2 separate regions of the Mus musculus genome follow, and region 1 is linked to region 2. Evidence: chromatin contacts called from public HiChIP or PLAC-seq data. All regions are on one chromosome and are shown on one strand. The core of a region is the stretch at or near the end of the contact, and the rest is flanking DNA. Distances in the headings are between cores, read along the strand shown. Region 1 overlaps Nkx2-2os (NK2 homeobox 2, opposite strand). Region 2 has its middle 53 kb from the start of Gm52577.

Region 1 (5,484 bases), core at 630-3,129, 680 kb before region 2:
GCAAGCATTCAATATGGCGTCCAACACATAGCAGAAGCCAAGTGGGGGCTTATTAGCTTATTATTAGCTATTAATTACACAACTAATTTTTAAAACCCAACTTTTGTTTGTTTTTCAAGATAGGATTTCTTTGTGTTTCCTTGGCTGTCTGAGAACTAGCTCCATAGACCAGGCTGGCCTTGAACTCACAGATATCCACCTGCCTCTGCCTCCCAAGCTCCTGAGTGCTGGAATTGAAGGCTTGTGCCACCGCTGATTTAATTAGTATTGACCTGGAATATTATATCTGGCTCTGTGCTAAGTGTCAAAGCACCCTACCCAATGAGATGGAAGGTCTGACTACATTTAAATCAAGGTGTGTTCTGAATTTCCACTAAGTACGTTTATGGAAAGATGTCTGGAAGCTGATGGCACTAAGTGTGAGCCTTGAGTGACTAGAGTGGCCCGGACTCTGATCTTGCTTTGCTCTCTGAAGATCTCTGTTTGTTTTTCTTTCATACCATGTGTAACATTTCTACAAGTGTGTTTATACAATTTTATAAAAGAATAAATCCCCCAGGCCAGAGATCTTGCTTGTTCTGGCTTGGATTTGTCTGAGGGGTTGACCAGATGTCCTGCTAGATGAAGCACCACAGGTCATTTCTGTATACTTCTTCCTAGGTATATTGATATTATCTCCTCACCTTGTCCTGGGTGTTTTTCAGTTGGCTGCCTTCCAGGAACACAGTAAGTACATGGTGCATATGTGTCTGGCTGTTTGTTCTCACTGTTTGCTGGTTGTCCTGCTCAGTCTGCCAAGTGTCTGTGAGGCCTAGCCTTGCCCCAGGAATGACGATATACGTGCAGAATACCCGCTGGAGGCTACCTCGGAGGGCACCTGAACACAGTCAGAGTAATTCCTAAAGGCATCCACATTGTCCTGCAGAAATCCAGCATTCAGACTCCTTCCCTCCAGGGTTGCTGGCTTCTGCAGAGGGACAGTTCACAGACTGCAGAGCACCAAGCCGACCACAAGATGGCAGCCTTTCCCTGTCTGAGTCCCACTGCAGCGCACATTCCCCAGCTCTGTGTGCTTCTGAATCCAGCTTCTGTTGCCCTCTGCCATTCCAGGAAAAAGATTCTTTACCAAAGAGACCTTCATTAAAGATGAGAACAGTGGGATTAAATGTTCGGAAACAGAAGAACTTGAAGAAGAGAATACAATTTCCCCAAACCACGTGCTCACCCAGCCTTCTCTCTCCTCAGGAGGAGTCACAACAGTCTTGTGTCCATTCGCAGTCGGGTTGAATTAGAATTGCCAAGCATCTCAGTAAGCCGTGAATCCACATTCCTTTATCTCTTTGTGCCACTCAAAGCCAGATATTGATGTCTGAAAACAAACTACATAAGCTTCATTATTTAAGTGCCTTTTCCTTAAACAAGACCGCTTTAATGCTTAACAAGGTAGGGGAGCTACATAATTTAAAATCTATGTGAACAGAAATAAGAAATTATTTGTGGTGGGCTCCACTTTTACACCCACCAACAAAGGCAGACATTCACCAGTTTTTGCCTTCCCAGGGCCCCAAAATACAACACAGGCCTGTTCTCCCGTCCCCGGCCGAGGCCGCAGCTGAAGCCGGTCTTTATCAGCGTTCCTTTCTCAATATTTACCAACCAATAAATCTTTTTCCCCCTAAGACAATTGACATTCGAATCCCATTCATGTGGAGGCTTGTTATCCAAATAATATTAAATAAACTGCTTCATGATCTACTGAAAAAGTATTAAGATGGGTTCTTTTTTTCTTTCTCTGCAGGTCAATATTGAAGAAGAGAGAGGGCTGTTTCTATGTGAGGGAGGGCAGCTGCCTGCCTCCAAAGAGTGTCTCCATCTCTAGCCTCCTGCAGAGGTGCCTCCTTTCTGTTGCTCTTTGGGCTTCCAGTAGTCTCTGCCCTGTGGCACCCACTCCAAGGCAAAGGCGACAAAGGTTATCTGTGTCACTACTGTGGCCTCCTGAGTACAGGGAGTGTTTCCAGAGTCGTGTGTGGCTGAAAGATCAGTCCTGAGAAATGTGTTGGTAGACCTTGTGTCACTGTGCAAACATCATGGGCTGTTTGAGGTATTCGTTGGTCTATCTCACTGTGCTGATAAAATGCTCAGCAAACGAAACATAAAGAAGAAAGATTTTATTTTGACTTATAGCCTGACGGGACAATCCATCGCAGCCAGGAAGGAAGGCAACAAAAGTCTGGCCAAGTTGAGTTTGCACTCAGGCAGCTGAGAGAAACGAACATACAAAGGACGGTGCTCACCGCACTTTCTCCTTATTCATCCTTGGGCCCCAGCGGTGAAACAGGGCCATAAACATCTGGGGCAGGCCCTCCCATCTCAGAGCAAACTTTCTGGAAACACTGTAACAGATATACCCAAAGGTGTGTCTCCTAAGTAGCTCTCCTTACCCTCAGGGTGACAATCAAGATGGACCACAGAGTTACGGAAATGGACTCAGTTGGTAAAATGCTCACTGGGTTCAATCTCCTGAGGACCTGGGTTCAATCTCCCAGACCCCAAGGAAAAAGAGCTGTGTACTGTGGCGTATATAGGTAATCTCAACACTGGGGAGGCTGGGACAAGGGGAGAGTTCCTAGACTTGCTGTTTAGCTGTATAACATAATTGGTTGAGTGTGAGGCTAATAAGAAATTGTTTCGAAAGGGAGATAGACAGCACTCCTGAGACCTGAGGCCATCATCTGACTTTCTCAGGCGTACATGAGCCTCTACCTTCCCCCCCCCCATGCACACGCACGTGTACACACACTTTAAAAGTGATTATAACCAGTAGAGTACATTTACATATATCTAAATGGTGTGGCTACTCCCTACTTGGTCTCCCTGGTGATGCTGTCATTCACACACAATCGGCCACTGACTAAAACGTCATAGGAAGCACATAACTGAACTCTGCCCATTCTCTCACTGGAGCAAGTTAGTCTTCTGACAACATTTCCAATTCCGCTGTTCCACAAGCAACCCCCGCCTTCCATTTTTTTTGTCAGAATGCATGTCTCTGAGAAGAGACATCAGAGGAGACAAGAGAACTGGAGCTAGCTCTGCTGTCAACTTCATGGTGTAACAAATTACATGACTCTCCTTTCTGAACCCAAACTTCTCCGTTTATATAAGGAAGTGTTCCTCTCTCTAATCTTGCCCTCACTTACTAAGGAAGATCTGGACCACTGGGTCTGGCAAGTTGCTGCCGGAAACTACAAGCACTATCAGCATCTTGATGGAGGTTGCCACCTTGGAGGCTGGGGAATCTTCTAGAGGGGAGAGGACCAGAGACTTTAGGATGTTACTGTCAGTGGATAAGACTCACAAGGTGGTGATCATTCTGTGCCAGGAGATGCCTCAAGACATCATTTCATCCTTGAAGCATTCCATGTGATGACATCCATATTCCACTGGAGGGCGCTAAAGCACTGAAGTTAAATAATGACTGTTATGTAATGCATAGTTTGAACTGAACATCTGCAACCAAGTGGCTTGGTTTCCGAAGCATGATCTCCTCTCAGCTACTAACAGGTAGTGAGGGCAAAGTACCACAAAGCCTGGCACAGCCTCGCGCAACGGTTAAGTAGAGCAGCTATTTCACACACTGGCTGCTGGAGAGCCTTCACCTGAACAGGTCCCATCTTCTCTGCTCCTCAGCTTCCTTTGACTTTGTTCTCACAGGCACGGCTGTAGTCTGAAAATCCACGGTGGGAAATGGCCCCACATCTGAGCACCCACTTGTCACCATGCGTGGAAAGCCTCCCCCTCTGACCTCATGTGACAAGTCACCACGAAAATGAGATGTATGTTGCACCAATAACCTCCAGCCTGTGTGTGTAAGGTAAAAAGGAAAGAAGAATGAAGTTAATGTTTAGACTTAGGTCCTATCCCCAGAATTTCTCATTATCTATAATCAAATTCCAAGACCAAAAAGGAATCCAGAGCCCTGCTTCTAAGCACTTCAGAGAAGAAATTTCCCATTTCTGTACAAGTAAGATGTGTGTGATGTTTCCCTATTGGATGTCAAAAACAAAGTAAAAACTGCAAGCACTGCAGGAAAGATTTGAGGGCCTCTTTGAATAAAACATTTTGTTGGCTCTTCCCTACCTAGTGGAGCTGCTGTCATTTGGGGCTTATCCTTAAAAAAGCTTTTTCTGAACTATACACCCTTAGAAATTACATAAACCAAGGGTTGGGCAGAAGACTCGGTTGGTAGAGCATCGCTGCTAAAGCATGCAGATATGAGTTCAGTCCCCAACACCTCTGGGGAAAAAACAGACCGGAGAGAAGTCTCCATGGCTAAGAGAGCTGCCTGCTCTTAAAGAGAAATAGGATTCAACTCCCAGCACTTTTGTGTACATGACGGCTCAAAACCACCTTAAACTCCAGTTTTAGGGAATCGTATGTCCTCTTCTGGACTCTTCAGGAACTGCATGTGTATAGTAGGTGCATACATATGTACATACATACATACATACATACATATAAGCAAAACACTCTTATGCATGAAATAAAAAGCTCTTAGGGAAGGATGGGGGAAAGAAAGAGAAAAAGAAAGAGAGAGAGAGGATGAGGGAGAGAGAGAGAGAGAAAGAGAAAGGAAAAAAGATGTATTTTAAAAAGCAAGCAAGCCAAAAAGAATTTCTGAGTTCTAGATTTAGTGAAAGGCCATTATCTCAGAAAGTCAAGGTGAAGAGTGGCTGAGGAAGAAACTCAGCATGTGTGCGCACACACACACACACACACACACACACACAGCCATGTAAAAGTGATTTGTACTTCAGTGAAGGGGGTTGTGTCTTTTGATAATGTTTCCATCCTGGACATACTGTCTCAAACTTCCTTTCTTCATTTAACAATGCACCAGGAACATTTCCCTGCTCCTATTCACAACCTGCCTCATTCCTTTTAAATACTGCAGAGTGTTCTACTGTGTAGGTGAAGATTGGTTTATTTTTATTACCCTTTTATAGATATTATGGTGTGTCTAGTTTGTGTTATTCTAGATAATGTCATAATGGATTCCTCTCCACACTCTTCTTTGTGAATTGCTATAGTTTAAATCTTGAATATCCCTGAAGGCCATTTGTAGTGAAAACTTACATAGTAAAGTCTCCAGCTTGCGGTGCTATGGGGTGTGAAATGCATAGGAGGCGGTGAGATCGTTGGAAGAGGGGTCCTTGAAGGAGGTTCTGGAACTCTGACCCCTCCCATCTTTATTATTCCCTGGCTGCTATGAGATGCCAAGCCTTCTTCGGTATGCACTCTCATCATGGTACCCATGCCACTAAGGGCCCAAACCCTGCAAAACAGAAATTTCTTTTCTCTTTTTTTCTATGTAGATTATTTCAGATGTTTTGTCAAAAAATAGAAAGATGATCATTTATGCATGTAAATCAATATTTTGTTGGTGTAAATAATAAGACAAATTGCTGAATATATAATATTATA
Region 2 (4,918 bases), core at 929-3,428:
GCGGATGAGCATCTGGATCCACAAACCGTTCTGCACGGAAACAAGGTGACCTTAGAGCAAAACTGGAAAGACGCATTTCTTGTCTTTCCCCCCAGATCCAAGAAGGTAAGTGTCACAGGCCAAGGATAAGAGCACAGTCTTCTAACTCACAATGAAGAAGTTTCATATTGTCATGCTTGGAAACAGTGGGAGGCTCTGGGTGGTACAGGGGTGGCTGGCTACTTACACGGAACTATTGCCTCTACTTTAGAAGATTCCTACTCAGTGCAGCTCTTGTGGACACCACCCTGCTTTTATTTAAAATAGACTTGACTTTTACTTCGCTTGCATTTAAGCCTCTGGTTAAAAGAGGAAGAACTAGAAATGACAGTGCTGGGCAGAAACTCTGGCAACATGAAACTTGGTCCCCAACGCAGAGCATTCCATTGACCCCAGGTAAGTGGTCAGAACAAAATCTCTCTAAGTACAGGATTCTCTGTCTGGACTCTGAGCCCCATTTCCACTGTTGTGAACATCAATTTCCAGGAAATCTGTCACCAACTGGAGGACATTTAGCTGGTTTCAGCAGAGCCTTATTTAAATATGACACTTGAATCTAAGGCTACCCCTCCTCCAGAGGCAAATATTCTCCGAATTTATCTGATACTATCCTAAGTGCACATGTGGAAGGAGCTACCCAGGCCTGGGGTGTGAAGATCTCCTACTGAATGGCTGGCATTGACATAGGAGCTTTGCTTGGGGGGAGGGGGACCACCTCTGCCTGCCTCCTCAGCCCCTCCCCTTCCATCTAGACATCAACACAAAGATCAGATGGGAGGAACACGATGTGTGTTTTCCCCCATCTCTCACCTTCCCCCTGGGTTTTCCTGCAATAGGAAGGAAGAGTCTCCAGATTAGAAGCGAGTTCAGGCACCTCTGGGTTCAGTACTTGTCTCTTAGCCCAGCCATTCTTAGTCCTCTTGACAGGTGGTTCTGTGACCAAAGGACACCATACAGACCAATGCTAACCCCCATCAGTCTGGTTTCTTCTGTCTTATTTCTTGACCTCAAAAGAAGCATTATAAAACTATGGCAAGGTGTTATTGGGGGGTGGGGTCTGCTTTTGCATGCTATTGATGTTTGTGTTTTGACACAGGGTTTTAGTCTGTCCTCAAGGTTAGCCTGGAACTCACCATGTAGATCTCTCTGGCCTTGAATTCACAATAAGATCTTTCTGTCTCAGATTTTATAGTGTTAGGATTATAGCCATGAGCTACCATGCTCAATTTCTGGAGGGTTGGGGTGGGGGTGGGGGTTGTTGATCTGTTTGTTTTGTTTTTAAACAGAATTACCAGAGATCTTATAAAAACCTTAGTTATTTGCTCGTGTTCTTCACCCCTCCCTCTTTCTCTCAGCACTAATGTTCTGTGAAAACCAGGATTTCTCTCTATCCTCAATACCTACAATGGTCCATGGCATACAGTAGAATCTCAATAAATGTGCGTCGGGGACTGTGGTCTAAGTAAGGATATTTTAACAAAGCATCAAAGTTTGGTGTATATATGGTTCAACAGCATAAGGAAGGCATTAGGGATTTTGTTAATAGGCAGATTCTGATTCAAGGTTGTAGGAGTGGGGATACCCTGAGTCTGCCTTTCCAACAAGGTCATGGATGATGTCATGTCTATGACACTGGTCGGTGAACCACATTTTCAATAGTGAAGCTATCCATGACCAGTATGGTCAAAAACAATCAAGTCCTTCACTTCATCTTCAGGACAAAACACTGATCAGATGGTGATGTTAACTGTTTTTGTTTTGGTTTGTTTTTTATTCATCCTAGAGCCCCAGAAGGTACACACACAGGTAACCACAATGGAAAAATACTCCAGATATTGAATTAAGCAGTTTTGTGATTGGCAGACTGCTCACTACTTCAGTGGAAAAAAATAATGTTTGAAAGCTATGACTACAGTTTCATTTCCATTTGATACGCTGCCCTGTTTATGGCTGCTGCTGATGTCAAACAAACACACTCAGTTCTACCCGGAAAGGAATCTCGAGTCTTCTTCACACATACTATTTCATTGCTTCACAGATGTTGGGGGAGGAAAGAAAAGTGATTCACAGGCCCAGAGTGACTCCTTCAAGGCCACACCACACAGATTTTCCAGTTCCTTCGCTGGTGCAGCCCACACACCAGTTTGCCTTTTTGTGGGAGAATATAAGATGCATTCTTCCTTGACTAGTGCAGAAATGATACTCAGCCCTCCAGATGTTTATATAACAGAGAGCTAAAGACTCATAAACAAAAGAAGACCAGTTGTGCACCAGAGACACTGAGGGCTCTATTCATCGAGATCCACCCGCTGACTTCCACACCCAGCCAAGCTATTTATTCTAGAGTTACCCAGACTATTGAATTCTGTTTCGTGCCCCTCCTTTTTGCTTCACGGGTCCCAGCATCAGAAATTTGAAAAGGAGTGACCATCTTTAATCTCCTTAGGGAGGGTCACTAGAGATGCCAAAGAAGGGACAATGTTGAGTTCAGGGTCACATAAAAAGTTTTGATTTCCAGCGACATACAACCTTATCCCCCTTCCCAGACTAGACCACATCTTCTGAAGTGTGACATCTTACTTCCCAAAAGCCATGACAATCTAGACAGGGGCTCCATCTGACACTGTGTCCAGGGTGAAGAGCACTATTCTGTCATTACTTTCCCATCAGTTTGCCTATCTGGTGGGTGGAAATTAAACACAGAATGGTGGCGCCTTCTGAGGAAATGGAAGTGGGCTCCAGTCATGGTGTTGACAAGCACAGTCCACTGTTGGAAATACATAGAAATTTATTCTGAGATAGCTGTCTACCATTTAGCTACCAAGCAAGGACATCTGGCTGCCCTGCCATGTGCATGAACACTTGAACCCACTGGCAAGCCCTGCAAAGACTCGCTCCATATGCACTCAAATGCTCTTAGACACACGTTACCAACCACTTACCAGGATCATTCCAGACTGTGGAATGACAGTTCCTTTCCCTGATTAAAAATCTCTCCCAGACTTCTAAACCCAATAACATCTAACCAGCTATGCTTACCTTGGAAATACCCTGTCTGGTCTCCCAAATATGTGGTTTACAGGGAAAGGAAATTAAGATGTCCTACACAAATACTTAGAGATGTCATAATTCTTTGATCCATAAGATATGTTGGGTTATAGCTCCGTTTGGTTCTACTTGCTCTCTGAAGCCTTCAGCATCCAGAGCTTTGTTCTCACACCTACAGCATCATCTATATTCCCAGGTGCCTGTCTCCTTTTGATACCTTCCAGAGTCTCCTATCTTCCTAGTCCTGAAATACTCTCCAGCTCTTGCCCTCCACATAGTTTAATGTATTGTGCCTGCAGCTGACAGATGTCATCAAGGCTGACCACCTGCCTGGGTTTCCACATAGCCCCTACCTCCATTGCTTGCCTCTGTGTACATGTCTGTCCCATCATTTGGACTCCCTGTCACTTCTTGCTAGACTCCCCCCACCCCAACCCTAATGGTTGCCTAGGTGACCACCGGTTGCCTAGCACCATCTTTTACCAACCAGATGGGTTTCCTGTCCTTGACCATTGTGTATCTATCTCTGCCCTGCCACACCTGGAGCAGCGCGTTCTATCTCCCAGGCTGCCTGACCCACGTTTCTGCATCCATCTACGTCAAGGGAGGAGATTCTTAGATAAGTAATAAGATGGTCCATTCTTATTATATGCCACGGCACTATTCCAACCAAGTTTGACTACCTACGAGAAATAAATCACAAAAGCTACCCCTAAATGTCCTTTAGGAAAATTTCATTTCTTGTCCCAACATCGCTATTACAGAGATCACAGTGTTCTCCGGATAAATCAGTTTTCATGAAAGACCCACGGTTGTGTTCTTAAATCCGTCTATTTTCTTGATTTGGGAAAATTAAAAAACCATTTAAAATCAGCCTAATGATAATTCAGAGGAGTAACAATACAAAAGTGATATCAATCACAAATACAGAGGCTGCTACTGAAAATAAGTTGGTCTTATTTTGTTTAAGACAGGGTATCATTTTTCTAGGCTGTCTTTGAACTTGCTATGTAGCAAAATGACCTTGAACTTCTGATCCTCCTGCCTTCACTCTACCCCCACACCCCAAGTACTGGGATTACAGACATGTGTCATTACACCACACGTGGTTTCTACCACCATTCTGAGGGACCAACCCCAGAGCTTTGTGCATGCTGGTTGAGCACTCTACCAATTGAGCCATATATGCAGCCTAAAGCTAAACTTTTAACTGCAGAAAAGTACACACACATGTGCTCAAAGTGGAAGTAAAAAGCCATCAGCATTGCCAATTAGAAGCTATCTGTTTTGCTGACCTGTTTCTGTGAAGCTGAGCCCATTATGTGAACATTAACAGAACCCTTTTCAATGTGCACTTTACCCTTTCTGTGAAAATGACAGGCTCTAGCAGAGGCACCAGATGATTTGAACACCTGTAGCTTATTTGGAGAAGGGGGATAAAGCCGGGAGACTGCCAATAGTCCTAGGTAGTAGCACTGCAGAGGAGAAAGGGGAAATGTGGGAGGGAGAAGAAGGAAGGGAGAAGGAGAGGGGGGTGTCTACTGAGTGAGGATGGGAGCTTTTCCATCCTGTCCTATTCCTGCCTCTCAGTGATGGGGAGGGCCGGAGTTCAGCTTTCAGTGGCCACCTCTCAAACAATACCACTTAGGAAGGAGCAGGGACTCCAACTTCAAGGGATTTTACAGATAAACAAACAAAATAGCTAAATACATATGTATACAGACACATGTTATACGTGTGTGTGTGTGTGTGTGTGTGTGTGTGTGTGTGCACTCTAGTGTGAAATGATAAAGGATTTCCAAATAGAACTCTGAAAATTATTCAGAGCATT

The links. HiChIP or PLAC-seq counts read pairs in DNA pulled down with a chosen protein or histone mark.
Region 1: a contact with region 2 is called in an H3K27ac HiChIP or PLAC-seq map of oligodendrocyte precursor cells, with 31 times the contacts expected there. The contact joins two enhancer-like sites. A contact is called at or near these places in 3 of 39 promoter capture datasets (the 3T3-L1 cell line, embryonic stem cells and hippocampal neurons), 6 of 15 datasets of contacts at CTCF or cohesin (embryonic stem cells, large pre-B cells, pro-B cells and 1 more), 133 of 484 Hi-C or Micro-C datasets (3T3-L1-derived adipocytes, the AtT-20 cell line, B cells and 66 more), 21 of 115 datasets of contacts at active chromatin or transcription factors (PVALB interneurons, astrocytes, embryonic basal ganglia and 9 more) and 1 of 9 other capture datasets (embryonic stem cells).

The regions. Positions count from the first base shown.
Region 1 is chr2:147,303,471-147,308,954 of GRCm38.p6, reverse strand. Nkx2-2os (NK2 homeobox 2, opposite strand) reads right to left here. Exons shown (of 6, transcript NR_030769.3): 4 at 5,137-5,335; 5 at 684-3,861. It overlaps Gm14110 (a long non-coding RNA gene), which reads left to right. Exons shown (of 3, transcript XR_003953941.1): 2 at 661-726; 3 at 1,799-3,982. Among named protein-coding and RNA genes, the nearest start is that of Gm14110, 18 kb to the left of the region's middle. Within about 2 kb of position 1,879, at least 12 of the 459 cell types and tissues checked have an H3K27ac peak or open chromatin away from gene starts, as enhancers often do. A contact at or near this core is called in oligodendrocyte precursor cells and stem cell-derived neurons, where this site is marked.
Region 2 is chr2:146,626,216-146,631,133 of GRCm38.p6, reverse strand. No RefSeq gene overlaps it. Among named protein-coding and RNA genes, the nearest start is that of Gm52577, 53 kb to the right of the region's middle. Within about 2 kb of position 2,178, at least 15 of the 459 cell types and tissues checked have an H3K27ac peak or open chromatin away from gene starts, as enhancers often do. A contact at or near this core is called in oligodendrocyte precursor cells and stem cell-derived neurons, where this site is marked.